Regions from separate parts of the Oryzias latipes genome. Here region 1 is linked to region 2. A link is a contact called in public Hi-C data. All regions are on one chromosome and are shown on one strand. Each heading gives the region's core, a stretch centred on a gene start, on an enhancer-like site or on the middle of the called end of the contact. The rest is flanking DNA. Distances are from core to core; before and after follow the strand shown.

Region 1 (7,017 bases), core at 2,732-5,231, 160 kb before region 2:
TCCCTGCTACCATCTCTGCTCCTGTCTTTGTCTCTCCTCTTGTCCTCCTTGGAAGAAGCATAGACCCCATGCTCTCGCCTGTCCTTCTCCCTCTGCTGGTGTCTGCGTCTGAACTCTTCACTGACTCCTCCAGGGTTGGACGGTGTCTCAGACCCCGTCACTCGATACTTCCTACAAGCAAACATGCAATACCAGGAGGCACTGTTAAAGATGGGCTACGGTACACAAAAATTCACTTCACATGGAGAAATATTGACTGCAAGCTGTAATTTGTGAAAAAAGAATGCAATACACAAGGCATTTTTGTTTTTAATAAAAATGTTGCATGGGTAAAATGATTATGTATACTTAAAATTGAAGAGAAATGTTATAACATCCAGAATATAGTATAGACACTGTTCATTTTCATAATAAAAACAACCTAGTATAAATCATTTGGGGAGCCAAACATTGGGCATTAATTTCATAAAGATCTAATTTTTTCAAATTACCGTTCTTTCTTGGCACTTTTATTCTCTTCGTCGTCCTCTTCATCAGAGCCGGAGTCACTTTTACCCTCTTCCCAGTCCTTGTAGGAAGAAATCTTTGACTTCTTTCTGTCTCTTTCATCGCAGTTGAATTGTTCCTGTTCTTTGGTCTCCCGCTCCTTTCTCTTTTGGGCAGCCAGTAGATCCAAGCCCAGCAAAGATGTACGTGGTGTAGGTGCTCGAAAAACATGAGGTTCTGCAGCAGTACTCTTTTTCTTTACAATCAGACCGCCAACCTGAGCTTCTGGACTGGTCCCTTCCAGCCTATGCATGGAAACATCCTCCTCCTCCATCCTCTGACAGCAAACACAGACAAGTTGAGCATAACAAATAACAACAGCACTTTTGATATGCTGGTCATGAGAGCACTTAACATTTATAAGTTCACTGAAACTACAAATAATGTGTTTACTATGAATAGATGCAAAACTTAACAAGTATTTGCTTGAAACTTCTAATTTGTAAAAAATAAAAAAATAAAAAACGAAGTAGTTCCACAACCAGTGAAAAGTTTTAGAACACTCCCATGTTTCCAGTTTTTATTGGAAAGTAATCAGTATTATAAAGGCGCTTGAAATAAAATGTATTATTATTATTATTATTATTATGTCTGTTATCCTCGCAATCTTAAGAATATTAGAAATTAGAAAGTGGAAATCCTGGAGCGAATTTACAAGCTAAAATGTAACTTTTAATTATTTAAAGTAGCCACTTTTTATAGATATAGCCACTAAACAGAGTCAGGCATTCTTTCTGCAACAGAAACTCTTTAAAAACGCATCTCCAGGCCTCCTGCAGGGGTTCACATAAATGCTTGCCACTTTGCTTTTCCTTTTCCATCCACAAGTTTGAAGGATGTGCAGGGATCTCCATGTTTCAAAGATTACCATTTTGTTATTTATTCTAAGGTAGTTCTGGCAATGCTTGGATTTTTATTTGGAGTCATTATGTTGTTGAAGGATTAGCCCTTGACCAACTAAATGTATACAACAAAATAAAAGTAGTGAGCTTAGAATGCCGTAGTTTCTGTTGGTTTTAGGTTCCTCTCTGTGCAACCCACTGAGCCTGGGCCCAGAAAAACAGATCCATACCCTCACATATCCTCCTCTATGTTTGACAGTTGGTATCACAGACTGTGGAGCCTTTGCTTCACCTTTTTGACAAAGATTCTGTGACACAAAGCAAATATTTCAACATTTTATTAATTGATCAATACCTTATGTAGAAAAGCTGTTGAACCTTAACCTGCCTGTTAAGTCCCACAAAATGAGTTCACCAATTCAGCGGCGACTTTGGATCTTCCAGACTTTTTCCTTTCAAGAGTTTTCCCAACTTTCTGTGCACGTTTTGATTATGAATACAATTATATTTTTATACAATAAAACTCACTGACGCCTTGACTTTCTTTATTTGTCTGTACAAAATACCTACACTTTTTGGTGTTTTGATGGGCTGTGTCTCTTCCATTGTCGTTTTTTTTCTGCTTTTTCTTTTGAAAACAAAAAAATACTTTTAGATGTAAAACACTGTTTAACTACTCCCTGCTCTCATGAAGATTGAGAATGTTGCACGTTATCAAAAAAAGTAGGAACACCTGTACAAATTATTTTTAAGTCTTGATGAACATCTAGCTTTAAACTGTTAATCTATTTCATGGTAGTAGACATTTTGTGTATTTCAGAAATCTGTACTTTCTTAGTTTAGCCATAATTATTATGGCTAAATATGAATATTTATTATTATTAGCTGGCAAGAACTTGTAACCATTTCATGTTATTATTTGGAAATTACCGCCCTGAATTCTTTAAAATCGTGTGGATTTTAGATGTTCTAAAGCTGTTGACCGACAGAGTAAATTGTTAACTAGGAAAATATAAAATTAAAATCAATTATAGTCTTCAGTTAGATGACTGACTTGCAAAAAAGAAGAAAAAAAGGAATAGGCAAACCTGCTGTGCTTGTAAAGGCGCATTTACCATGGTATATTGCTTTGCAATTATACAATTTCTCAATGTTTACAATTAATTTGCGATTCATAGATTACTTTGGCTTTATTCGGTTAATCAAACCTTTTTTTTTAGCCTGAATAAAAATGGAAACAAAAACCCTTGCCACCCCCCCCCCTCCTCCTCCTCCTCCTCCTCGCATGAAAATAATTCAAACTAAAAGTGTTGATGGAAAAATCACCTTGATCAACCTGATTTTGAACATAGTCTACTGAGTATGGTGAATTTACGCACATTGACCTGCTCAAAAAGCGATTATAAATATTTGATTTTTACTGTTATTCACTGCAGTTTATTGTAAATGAATTGGACCTACCTCGGGCCGAACAGCTACCGTTAGCTTTCCCAAAAGCTACTTGTTAGCATAGAGCACCAGAAGATAGAACACCGCCACTTCTATTTCTGGGAGCCAAATGAAAAAAACCTTCATACGAACTTCAAGATCAGACGACAATGTTGTTCACTTCTGAAGACAGAGACAACAAGTAGAACGTAAATTCGTATATACGACGCAAATGTTTACAGACGCCAAAACAGCCATTTCAATCCCACAATGCACTCTGTTCTTCTTCTACACATGCCTGCAGTGTCTATGCTGCCACCCACAGGACATTCTAAAAAATAAAATAAAATAAAAATTTGTTAAAACAACTTAAAATCTCTTTTTTGTCTTCAGGACACGAATATTCGGCTTACCGTTTGTTCACATAATCAGCAACGGCAGATACATAGAAAAAAGCTAGTAGAAAAAGCTATATATTAAACACCACAGACGTGGACTTATATTTTTTTGTTCCCTAAAAGTCTCCTGCACACAGAAGTTATTCTTAAAAGGGTCATTTTGTCCCTTATTTTTAAATATAGGGGGACGAGTTATTTATTTGTGTGGCGTACTAAGGTTTACACTTGTTTACCAGCATCTGTGGCTTATGTTTTCTTTCACCACACTACTACAGTTTTGGTTCACTTGCTCTAAGTATGTCTTTTAGCCAAAGTTTACTTTATATCCTTTAAGTAGTGACTTGTCAGTGTATTTTTTTCAAAGAAACTTACTCTATGAAGTTAAAATAAAAATGATTTTGCCCCAAAAGAAAAAATAAATCTGGCCCAAGGTTATCTTGCAGGAAAATATGGAAACTGGATGTATTGCTGCCTACTTTGTGTTTTGCAAATTTTCGAATGGATGGAGGAGACCTTTTTTAAAATATATATTAAAAACTACAAACCATAAAATGTTACCCAGATTTTTTAACAACATTATTCACGCCACGAAAAACGCAAGTCATGTTCTCATGCGCAATGACAGCACACACTTGACAACCTTTGCGCATTTCTTTGGTCTCATGATCACAAGGTGGCTGATCTGATTGGCCACCACTCAAAATCTCGCCCACTCATTGGTTGATGACCACGGGTCTGCTGGCAAACTAGAACACACATGATTGGTCAGTTCTACGTCCCTTCTAGTGTACCGGTTTGTTTCATGATTTCGTAATAAACAGCACGGTGGCGCTGTCTACTTCTGCCTTTCTACGTTCTTATTCGCTGTACCCGTGAAAACATTAAGTAGCTACCCTTCAGTTGCGTCTTTTTTAGAACACCGTTGAAGTCGCAGTCGTTAAATCCATACCTGGCTAACATAGGCTAACATTAGCCAACACCTAGACGACTTTTTGTTTTGTTTTTTTTGTATCTCGCTAGAATGGTCGAGGAGGCTAACTTAAAGTCGAGCGGCAAAAGCACAAATAGTGACCATTGTGAAACCGTCGACAATGCCTTAAAATACTTTACATTAGAGGAGATAAGAGTACACAACATGATCAATGACACATGGCTGGTAATCCACGATAAGGTATACGACATCTCGAGTTTCGTAGAAGAGGTAAGAAGAGGCTCTGTTTGTTTCAGTTCACAATACATGTTTTGTCTTTTTTATGCATTAACAAAATGTTTTTTGTTGAAAAATGGTTGGTTTACTCTTCTCTGTTGCCATTATACAACCAAGAGTTAGAGAGTAACTTGCCAAGTTCTTATCGGAGACCAGTCCTCGGAATGGCCTTATCTTAAATAAGTAGGCCTTGCAGAGAACCGCCCTTCAAAAGAGAAATGGTTGATTATAAAGATCATAAGTGAATGTTAGCATTCAAACACCCCTGGTTCTTCTTAAATCAAAGAGAGATAATAACATGTACATTGGACAATCATGACTCCACACAACTTCAGTGCACCTTCAGGGTGTCCTTTCATAAGATCTGGGTGTGGACTCTATTGTGGTTTCTCCTTGATATGAAGAAATAGAAAAACATTAAAATCAGGAAAAGGTACAATTAGAAAAACATCAAACCTGCTCACAAAATAGGATAAGTCCTCACTGTGCCCTTCTCTACCAGCCAACTACTTTTAACTACACTTTTTATTACACACATCCCTTTACTCCACCACTTAATACACTCAAGCAAACACACACACATTACACAAGGTGGGATCAGTGACCTTCTGTCCCCTACCCCACTGTCCCAGGCCTTGCTGCCCTCTCTTCTGGCAAAAAGGGGGATCCCTGAGTTCTCTGGCTAGGCCATGAGCCGTGGATCACGTCACATCTGAGCCACAGTGTATTAAGATGTATGTGTGTGAAGGTATGTTTGTAATATTTGAGTGTGTCTGGTGACAGGCCGAGCCCTTTTGAATAGCATCTGCACCTGACAGTAATGACGATAAACCTCCAGCAACTTGTTTCTTTGTGATTCTACTGCCTCATACTTCTTTAGCCATCCTTCAACTTCTATAACCCCCATTTTCGTCCCTTTCTTTTTCCCCCATCTCTAACATCCCACTATCTCCATGATGATCCATTTTGGATCACAGACTTATGATGTCTTGATAAATAATTTCCCCTTTTTATATAAATTTAAATAACACAACTGAATGAATGAATCCAAAGATGCACATTATTTATTAATGCAAGACACTTTTTGTACAGCAGAAATAAGTGCTTAAACTCCAGCTGCCCTTGCTGGGGCAGCCGGAGTTTAACTTTGCAGCCTCACGGCTGGGAATTGGACTCCTTTGCTGTCCCGGTATGGGTGGACACTGTGGCGATGTTCCTATGGCAGAGTGGGTTCCTGGTATAAAGGGATTCCCAAATACTGTTTCCTCACAGCAGAGCCGAGCCTTAAATTTCTGGGGTAACTGGGTGGGTGGGGGTGGGGGCGGGGGGTGGTGAGGGAGGGGTCCCTTCTTTGTGTGATTGTCCTTTGTTTTCCGTTTTAACAACTTTCATTTTTTATGACTGTTTTATCTGTTTTTATGTGAAGCGCTTTGTGTTTTTAACCAAAATGAAAGGCGCTATATAAATAAAGTTTGAGTTTGTTACTCTTATCCGTATTCATTGTGTGCCGGGTCATGGTTCGTATGTTTCCCCCAAAAGTATAGTTCATCTTAAATAAACTGATCCGGTGAAAGCTGTGTTTAAATGAATGGCAACACTGTCTCTTTATAAATTTAACTATTTACGTAATGCCCGTTTACTGTTCAACTATTTATTAATAAATGAATATACATTGAAGATAATTTAGGAAAATATAGTAGTTTGGTCTTGTTTATTTGTAACTTGAGTAAAATATTTCCTCACCTTACATAGTATTTATACAGAATTCAAATAAAACCCATCAGAACCTATGGTTTCATCAGTGTAACATCATAAGTGTGTTCTGTGGTCCACTCGGTCTGTGGTTGTGGTTCTGGTTTCAAAAAGTTAGTTATTCAAAGTATAGAAGGAATGTATGACCTTAATGGTAAAGTAAGGTAAAGAAATACCAGTTTTACCAGCCCAAGTTAGAAAAAGAAAACCGGATTTTCCGAATCTAAACTAACTCCCTTCTTCATTGATTCAGCATCCAGGGGGTGAGGAGGTTCTGCTGGAGCAGGGGGGTGCTGATGCAACAGAGAGCTTTGAGGATGTAGGCCATTCCTTGGATGCCAGAGAGATGCTCCAACAGTACTACATTGGAGAGCTGCACCTGGTAAGAAAAGACTTGACATTCTAGCTGGGTCACATGGTTTTACACTCTCACCCATTTATCTGGTACTTTAGGTCAAGTTTTTTTTTTTGCAGGTTGTCATCCAGGGATAATCTAATTAGGCAGATCAAGTTCTTAAACCCACAACATTTCTTGCATGTAAAATGAAGAGGTTTGATACCTGCAGCACCTTGAATCATTTGATTCATAAAATGAAACATGTTAAATGTTTGTTACAACTTCAGATGGGCTGTCACATGAGCAAACATTGTTTTCAGTAGTAAAGTCCCTTCCTTTGACAGCCTGGATATGTGACCAAAACAAGGTATTTGTCTTGGAAAACAAAAAGTGCAGACCACATAAAATATATTTGAGTCATTCATTTAATTTATAGCATTTAAGGGCAGCTTCACAGTGATTTAGGTTTGTTTTTATCTACAGTCATAGCTGTCTGTTCCCTAAAAA
Region 2 (6,289 bases), core at 3,397-5,896:
GATTGGCCTTATAGACTCAATCAATTTATTTTCCTATTTAAAAAGCGTCATAGTCTTCAGTAATAATTTTTATTTATTTATTTATTTTTACAGAGAAATATATGTCTCTCCTTTTATTCTAGGCTGGATAAATGACCCAATAACTTGATTTAATTAAGCAACACATTTGGTTTTAGTCTTATCAAACCATCTGAGTTTCTATTTCTTTATCTAGTCACTGTTTTCTTTACATTTAGTCTTCCTATTTAAATATATAACAGCAACAATAAAAACTTTATTCTTTTAAGGTAACAAGTTTGTATGAATATTATTTTCAGTATAACTGGGGGGAAATCGATGAACGACAGTGCAGGGGCAGTACCCGGATGTTTGACGTCACATCTCGGCTTCAGAATCGTCTCTAGGACATGACTTTAGTGACCGAAGCTGTTTTTTGTGTGGCGTAACTAAAGGGTCACTCTATTCTAGCCATGCTGGCACGTTTCTGTAGCAGCAGGACAGTCTCTACTCTCCATGCTCTTTGCGGCAACCAAGTATAAACAGTTTTTATGGCCTTACAGAATCAGTCTGTAGCAACATGCTAACCGTGTTCCCATCGGCTAAGTCCCACTGACTGACGTTCTAACTCCTGTCTACGGTTCTGCAGGTTTCTCTCTACGGGCAGCTGCAAAGATGTCTGTCAACGCAAACAGACGGAGAGGTCCGCATCGCCAACATACTGAGGGAGAAGTTTCCATCCGCATCATCGCTCAAAGTTACGGATATATCAGGTAAACAAAAGTGATTGGCTGTTTTTAAAAGTTATTATAGGACAACAAAGTCTCCTGTCTCTCTTCACCCTTTAGGCAACAACGATTTGCAGATCTGTTTGGAAGTACCTGTCAATGTTTTTATTTCTTTTTAACATTATATATATATATTATATAACAAATATAATAGTTTTTAGTTTCAAATGGATGTTATGTCAGCAAGTGGAGCTCCGAACTAAAGCAAGTAGGCGTCTCCATTTATGCCTGTTCAAAATCCTGAAAAGGAGAGAGGAAAAAAAGAAGACATTTAAAATAATGGTTATTGACATTTGACATGTGATACGAAAAGTTTAATTCATTATTATTTTGCCCACAAATAAATGACACCTGAGTAAATATACTAAAATTTTGTCTTTTGTCGTACTTTTAAGGTAAAATGACCCAAACCCCATATTTCAGACATTCATGGATTAAAGTAAATCCTTCTCCGGTATTAACAGAATCAGAACAGCAGAAAGAAAGCAAAGCTAAGCACAAAGGATTAGAGAAGCAGTAAAGTTGAATTAATATTTTACATTAAAAACTGAAATCTGAGTATGACTAACCCACATTTTTGAAATTACCTTTAAAAGAAGATCAAAAGTGGATTTAACTTAGCAATATTGTATTTAGCAAGTAAAGGTCAATACAATATTAACCATATTTTTTAGACCCAGCTCTCTATTAACTATGCAATTTGTGATTGATTAATTGCTGTAACTCAGTCGTACCTTGTTTTTGTTTTTTGTTTTATCCTGTGATGTGCATAGGTGGTTGTGGGGCCATGTATGAAATCCACATAGAGTCCAGTGAATTTCAAGGAAAGAAAACTGTTCAGCAGCATCAGCTGGTCAACCAGGTAAAGCAAGAGAAAGAAAACACGCTAATATTCAGTTTCTATTCTCTTGTGTTTTTTTTAAACTGAACTGAAATGAAATGAAGGACCTCTAGAAGTTTTGACATTTTAACTAATTATGCTTTTTAACTCTCCAAAAATACAGCTTGCATCCTTTTTAAAGTTTTCTGCAACTAATGAAAATTTGGTTTTACTTTAATTTCTCCAAAAAAATATAACTTAGACCAGGGGTCAGCAACCGGCGGCTCCAGGGCCGCATGCAGCTCTTTCATGCCTGTGCTGCGGCTCTCTGTGGTTTTGTAAAATAACTATCATGTTCTGAGAATGTCGTGATGCCTTTAACACCGTTGGGTAGCGCGAGCAGGCAGGAGGAAGAGAGCAGCGTGAATGCACGCAGGGGGCGCGTCTGCAGCTATGAACGTGGACTAGAGTCTGTCATGAGAGGGAAAGGTTTTCTAAAAAGTCGTAATCATGTAGGGGGCACGTGAAGCGCCCCCCCCCCCCCCCCCCCCAGCCAATTTTTTCCTAGGCTAAAACCACCCATTTCCACGTGAAATTAATTAAATTTGCGTAAAGGCGCCCCTACTATCCTGTCAACTGTCTGCTATGATGACTGTATGTTGCGCTGTCTGTGTAGAACACGCTGGAGGGGGGGTTGCATGCGGGGGAAAGCAACTTGGAGCTGCAGAGGAGTGAACAGGTAGAGGGGCGGGTCTTAGATTCACCGCTTGTGATTCCAGACCCGCAACAAACTAACAGCTGCTTCCTAACAAAAAAATAGTTGTCATCTATAAAATTAATATACTTTATTGGGTTTACTGGATTTTAAAAAAATATAGAAAGGAGTCTGCATCAAAGGCTACACGTTCACAATGCAGGCTGAAACGACCCAATTCTGATTTAACTTTTGCCCCTATGCGACCAGTATCTGATCTTTTCATGACAGTCTGAACGACACAGATCCAATCTTTTCAAATGTGACCCAGGCCACTTGTGTATCCGACCCATACGTCATCAATACGCTACAAACGTCATGATTCTGCGTTGAAGTAGGCAGGAGCGAGAACATAAACATCAACCATGGCGGACGATGCTGCTGAGACCAGTCAGTGGAAAGGAAGCAAGGTCGCCAATTTGATTAATATTTGGGGTGACAGCTCTATTCAGGCCAAAGTCAAGGGCTCTTATCGCAACCGGTTGTTTTTTGAAAAAGTTTCCAGCGAAATGGCCGAGCGTGCTGTTGAGCCTTTCCCGCGATGACTTTTTTCCCCTTTTCCGACCGTGGCCAGAAGCGCGGGGGACCGAAGGCGGATCCTCCTTCAGGGTTCACTTCCCCGATTGGACCCTCAGATCATCCAGAGCGGGTTAATAAAGAGTCAATAGCGGTTCTGCTGGGGGAAGCCTTCTTTTATTACCGTTCTGCTTCCTCCGTAACACACATGAATGCGTGCCCCCAACACACTTCCGCTGCCCCCCCCCCCTCACTCCCTCCTGCACTGCACGCGCTCTCTCCTCTCTCTTACACACACGCGTGCGGCCCCAGCACATTCACATCCCCATTCCACAACAGTGGGTACAGACAATTCTGGCTCCAATACCTTCTTAAAATGAGAAGATTGTAATTGTGCTGGCTCCTTTGTGAAAATAAATGTAATGATGCAAAAAGAGCTCTACTTTGACAACACTGTTGTTGACATCCATTGTTAATGTTAGCTACCTCTGCAACCAACGAGTGACGTCGTTCACCGTTGAGTTCTCTTCTGCACATGCAGGTCACTTCTGGGTCATTTCACGGTCACACAGGAGATCACAAAAGTTTATTTAATTGGAAATGTGAACGGCCTTGCAAAAATATCGGATTTTTTCAAAAAATCGGAATTGAGCATTAAGCCCTGCAGTGTGAACGTAGCCAAAGTGAATTTATTTCCATCATCTCACTCATCAAACACCTCTGCATGTTTGACAAACGAAAATGTCTATTCAAGGTTGTGTAAAATGGACAAAAGATCAAAGGAAACATCATTTTAACATAACATTTTGAATCAATACAAGTATTGCCAAATGAACTATCGCGATATTTCGGGGAAACGATTTTTTCTTAGACCCCTAGTGTGGCGGCTTCCTGTGCTTTCATTTCTGAGGGAAACTGATCCCAATGGCTCTTTGAGTGGTACAGGTTGCCAGCCCCTGACTTAGACATTTCAGTATTTTACATGTTTTCTCATTATTTAATTGTTTTAAAATGTTCTTAAACTCCTGTATGTTGTTGGTATCTGAACACGTCTATTGTGTTTTACAAGATGCTCTATTGCTGGATTTTCAAAATTTGTATACATATCCTATTCTGATTCCACCCCGCTCCCTTTTTTTTGGTCCTTTTCAGGCACTCAAGGAAGAGATCCAAGGAATGCACGGTCTTCGAATATTCACTGGCGTTCCCGATCAATAGACAAAGTCCTTCAACTCTTGACGCACATTTTGTTCATCTTTTGTTCACACAAATGCAAAGAAATATTTGTTGCTAAATGAGTTTTATCATCTTTGACAACTGTACAGTGTTGGTAAAAATGTAAAACAGAGGTAAGATTACACAGATGCTGTTTTTTTTCTTCTGAAATAATATATTCAACTTGTAAAAGCTGCAACACGCACAAAAAAAGGCTTGGTAAAATGTTTCCTCAACATCAAGTCGCGTTGGAACCGTCCCTTTCACAGGGTTGGCAGTGATGCTCAGAGATCAAAAAGTATAAAGAAAAACTCTTCAGCAACCAAAGTAAACTGCCATTGTTACTAGTTAACAAATGTGGCTTTAAACTCGGGGGGGAGACATTATGAAACCATTTTTATGACAGTGCGATAATGGTGTATTGATGAATGTCAAAATAAAAAGCTGATTTAATTTTTGAAGGTACTTGCGTCTTTATCCTTAAACTTTATTGTTTTAAAATAATGTGTGTAATAATTGATGTGAGCTTGCTTAAACATCTGGCATATAAATAATTAATTATCTGTATTTGCTTCAATGGGTCACTGAAGCCCAGTGCTGCAGTTTTAGGGGGAAGGCAGCCCAAAGAGATTGTTAGTCTATTCTAGGAGGATATCCAAACATACTTACAGCCTCACTAAAACCAATATTTATAAAGTAATTCACATGCAGTAATATGTACCATTATTGTTTCAAATGGACACTTCCTGCTCTTCCTCCTTTATTTTGGTAAATTACACATATGTTACATTGCTGACTATGTCAATATCAGGAATTTGGAAGTTTTTGCGCTTTTTACCTGAAGGTGGCGTACTTTCTACCCAAACAAGAAAATGTTACTAAAAGGATTAAATATTTCTCTCTATTCTTTAAGTAGGCTATTGAATTTGGCTTGAGAGACTGTGACTTCTGCAGAAGGGGTGTTTCCTTTGAGTATTTTTTATTTAAAAAAAATGTGTTGAGATCGCGTCCTCCTCGACAGAATAATAAGCCCAGACTGAGTTTGCTTCGGGGGAAAGCAGCGCCTGTCTGCAGAGGAGCCTCACGCCACATCACTGACTCCCCGAGAGGCAGAGCAGCTGGTCTCCGTCATGGCTAAAGAAGGAGCGGACATGACAGAGGAAACCGAGTGCATGATAGACAAAAACTCCGCCAAAGATGCGGGGAACGTGCAAGCGCCCGGCGGTGGCAAAGAGATGCGGGCGGTGATGCTGGCAGGGTTTGGAGGTCTCAACAAACTCCGGGTGACCAAGAAGGCAATGCCCGAGCCTCAGGATGGAGAAGTAAAGATCCGCGTCAAAGCCTGGTAAATACGAGCCTCTGTCATGTGTTTCATCTACAGGCTGCAGTCGAGGACTGTTTTTTTTTTGTTGTTGTTTTTTTTTAACTCCCAGCCTGAAGACTGTAAAGCTCCTCACCGAGACATTTGCATTCATGAAGCCACAGGTCTTTTCCTCCTCATGGAGGATCATCAAAGCTCCCTTCCAATTGGTTTTTAGCATCTTACTGTCAAATTTAGTGTGTTTTTGCCCCCCTTCAAAGCGCCTTATTTTATATTGACTATTTATTTTTGTTTATTGTTGTTTCTGAGGTTTTTGCACGCTCACAAATAATTAATAATTAAAGTGCACTCCATCTTTTTCAGTGCAAAATATTTGTGGAATCTGGCCTTGTGTCCACAGAGGTCTAACCTGTGACTCGCTGCTGATAACAATGAAAGAATAGCTCGAATGTTGTCTTCATTTTTGAAGGGCTCAAATGTAGCTTTGTCAGAGGCAGCTTAGAAATTTGGAGGAATTGAATGTTTAATAACTGACTCGACCCTCATCTTTCTGTGTTGCAGTGGCCTGAATTTCCTGGATTTGATGGTACGTCAGGGGAATATTGATAATCCCCCCAAACCCCCTCTGGTTCCTGGATTCGAGTGCTGTGGAATAGTTGAGTCAGTGGGCGAAAAGACAAAGGGATTTGAGGTTGGTGAAATGACCTGAGTCTGCTCCAAAATTTGGATCCTAAATGAATATTTCTGTAAATGTGATGCACAAACATCACCCACCTCCTGTCAGAACTACCCTGAGTTATTTCTTTCAGATAGGAGACAGAGTTATGGCTTTTGTGAATTATAATGCCTGGGCTGAGGTGGTTTGCACGCCGGTGGAT

What was found. Hi-C and Micro-C count contacts between places; a contact is called where the count stands out from the background.
Region 1: a contact with region 2 is called in a Hi-C map of fibroblasts, with 2.7 times the contacts expected there. The contact joins the promoter of LOC101155998 here to the promoter of vat1l in region 2. A contact is called at or near these places in 2 of 5 Hi-C or Micro-C datasets (embryo and fibroblasts).

The regions. Positions count from the first base shown.
Region 1 is chr3:20,523,416-20,530,432 of ASM223467v1, reverse strand. It overlaps LOC101155998 (cytochrome b5), which reads left to right and starts at 3,981. Exons shown (of 5, transcript XM_004066988.4): 1 at 3,981-4,415; 2 at 6,427-6,555. The coding sequence starts at 4,236. It overlaps dhx38 (pre-mRNA-splicing factor ATP-dependent RNA helicase PRP16), which reads right to left and starts at 3,101. Exons shown (of 27, transcript XM_004066986.4): 1 at 2,850-3,101; 2 at 492-823; 3 at 1-171. The coding sequence starts at 820.
Region 2 is chr3:20,366,940-20,373,228 of ASM223467v1, reverse strand. It overlaps vat1l (synaptic vesicle membrane protein VAT-1 homolog-like), which reads left to right and starts at 4,646. Exons shown (of 9, transcript XM_004067103.4): 1 at 4,646-5,435; 2 at 5,973-6,102; 3 at 6,221-6,289. The coding sequence starts at 5,221. bola3 (bolA-like protein 3) reads left to right here and starts at 357. Exons shown (of 4, transcript XM_004066993.4): 1 at 357-533; 2 at 647-770; 3 at 1,559-1,647; 4 at 4,028-4,544. The coding sequence starts at 471. The coding sequence ends at 4,093.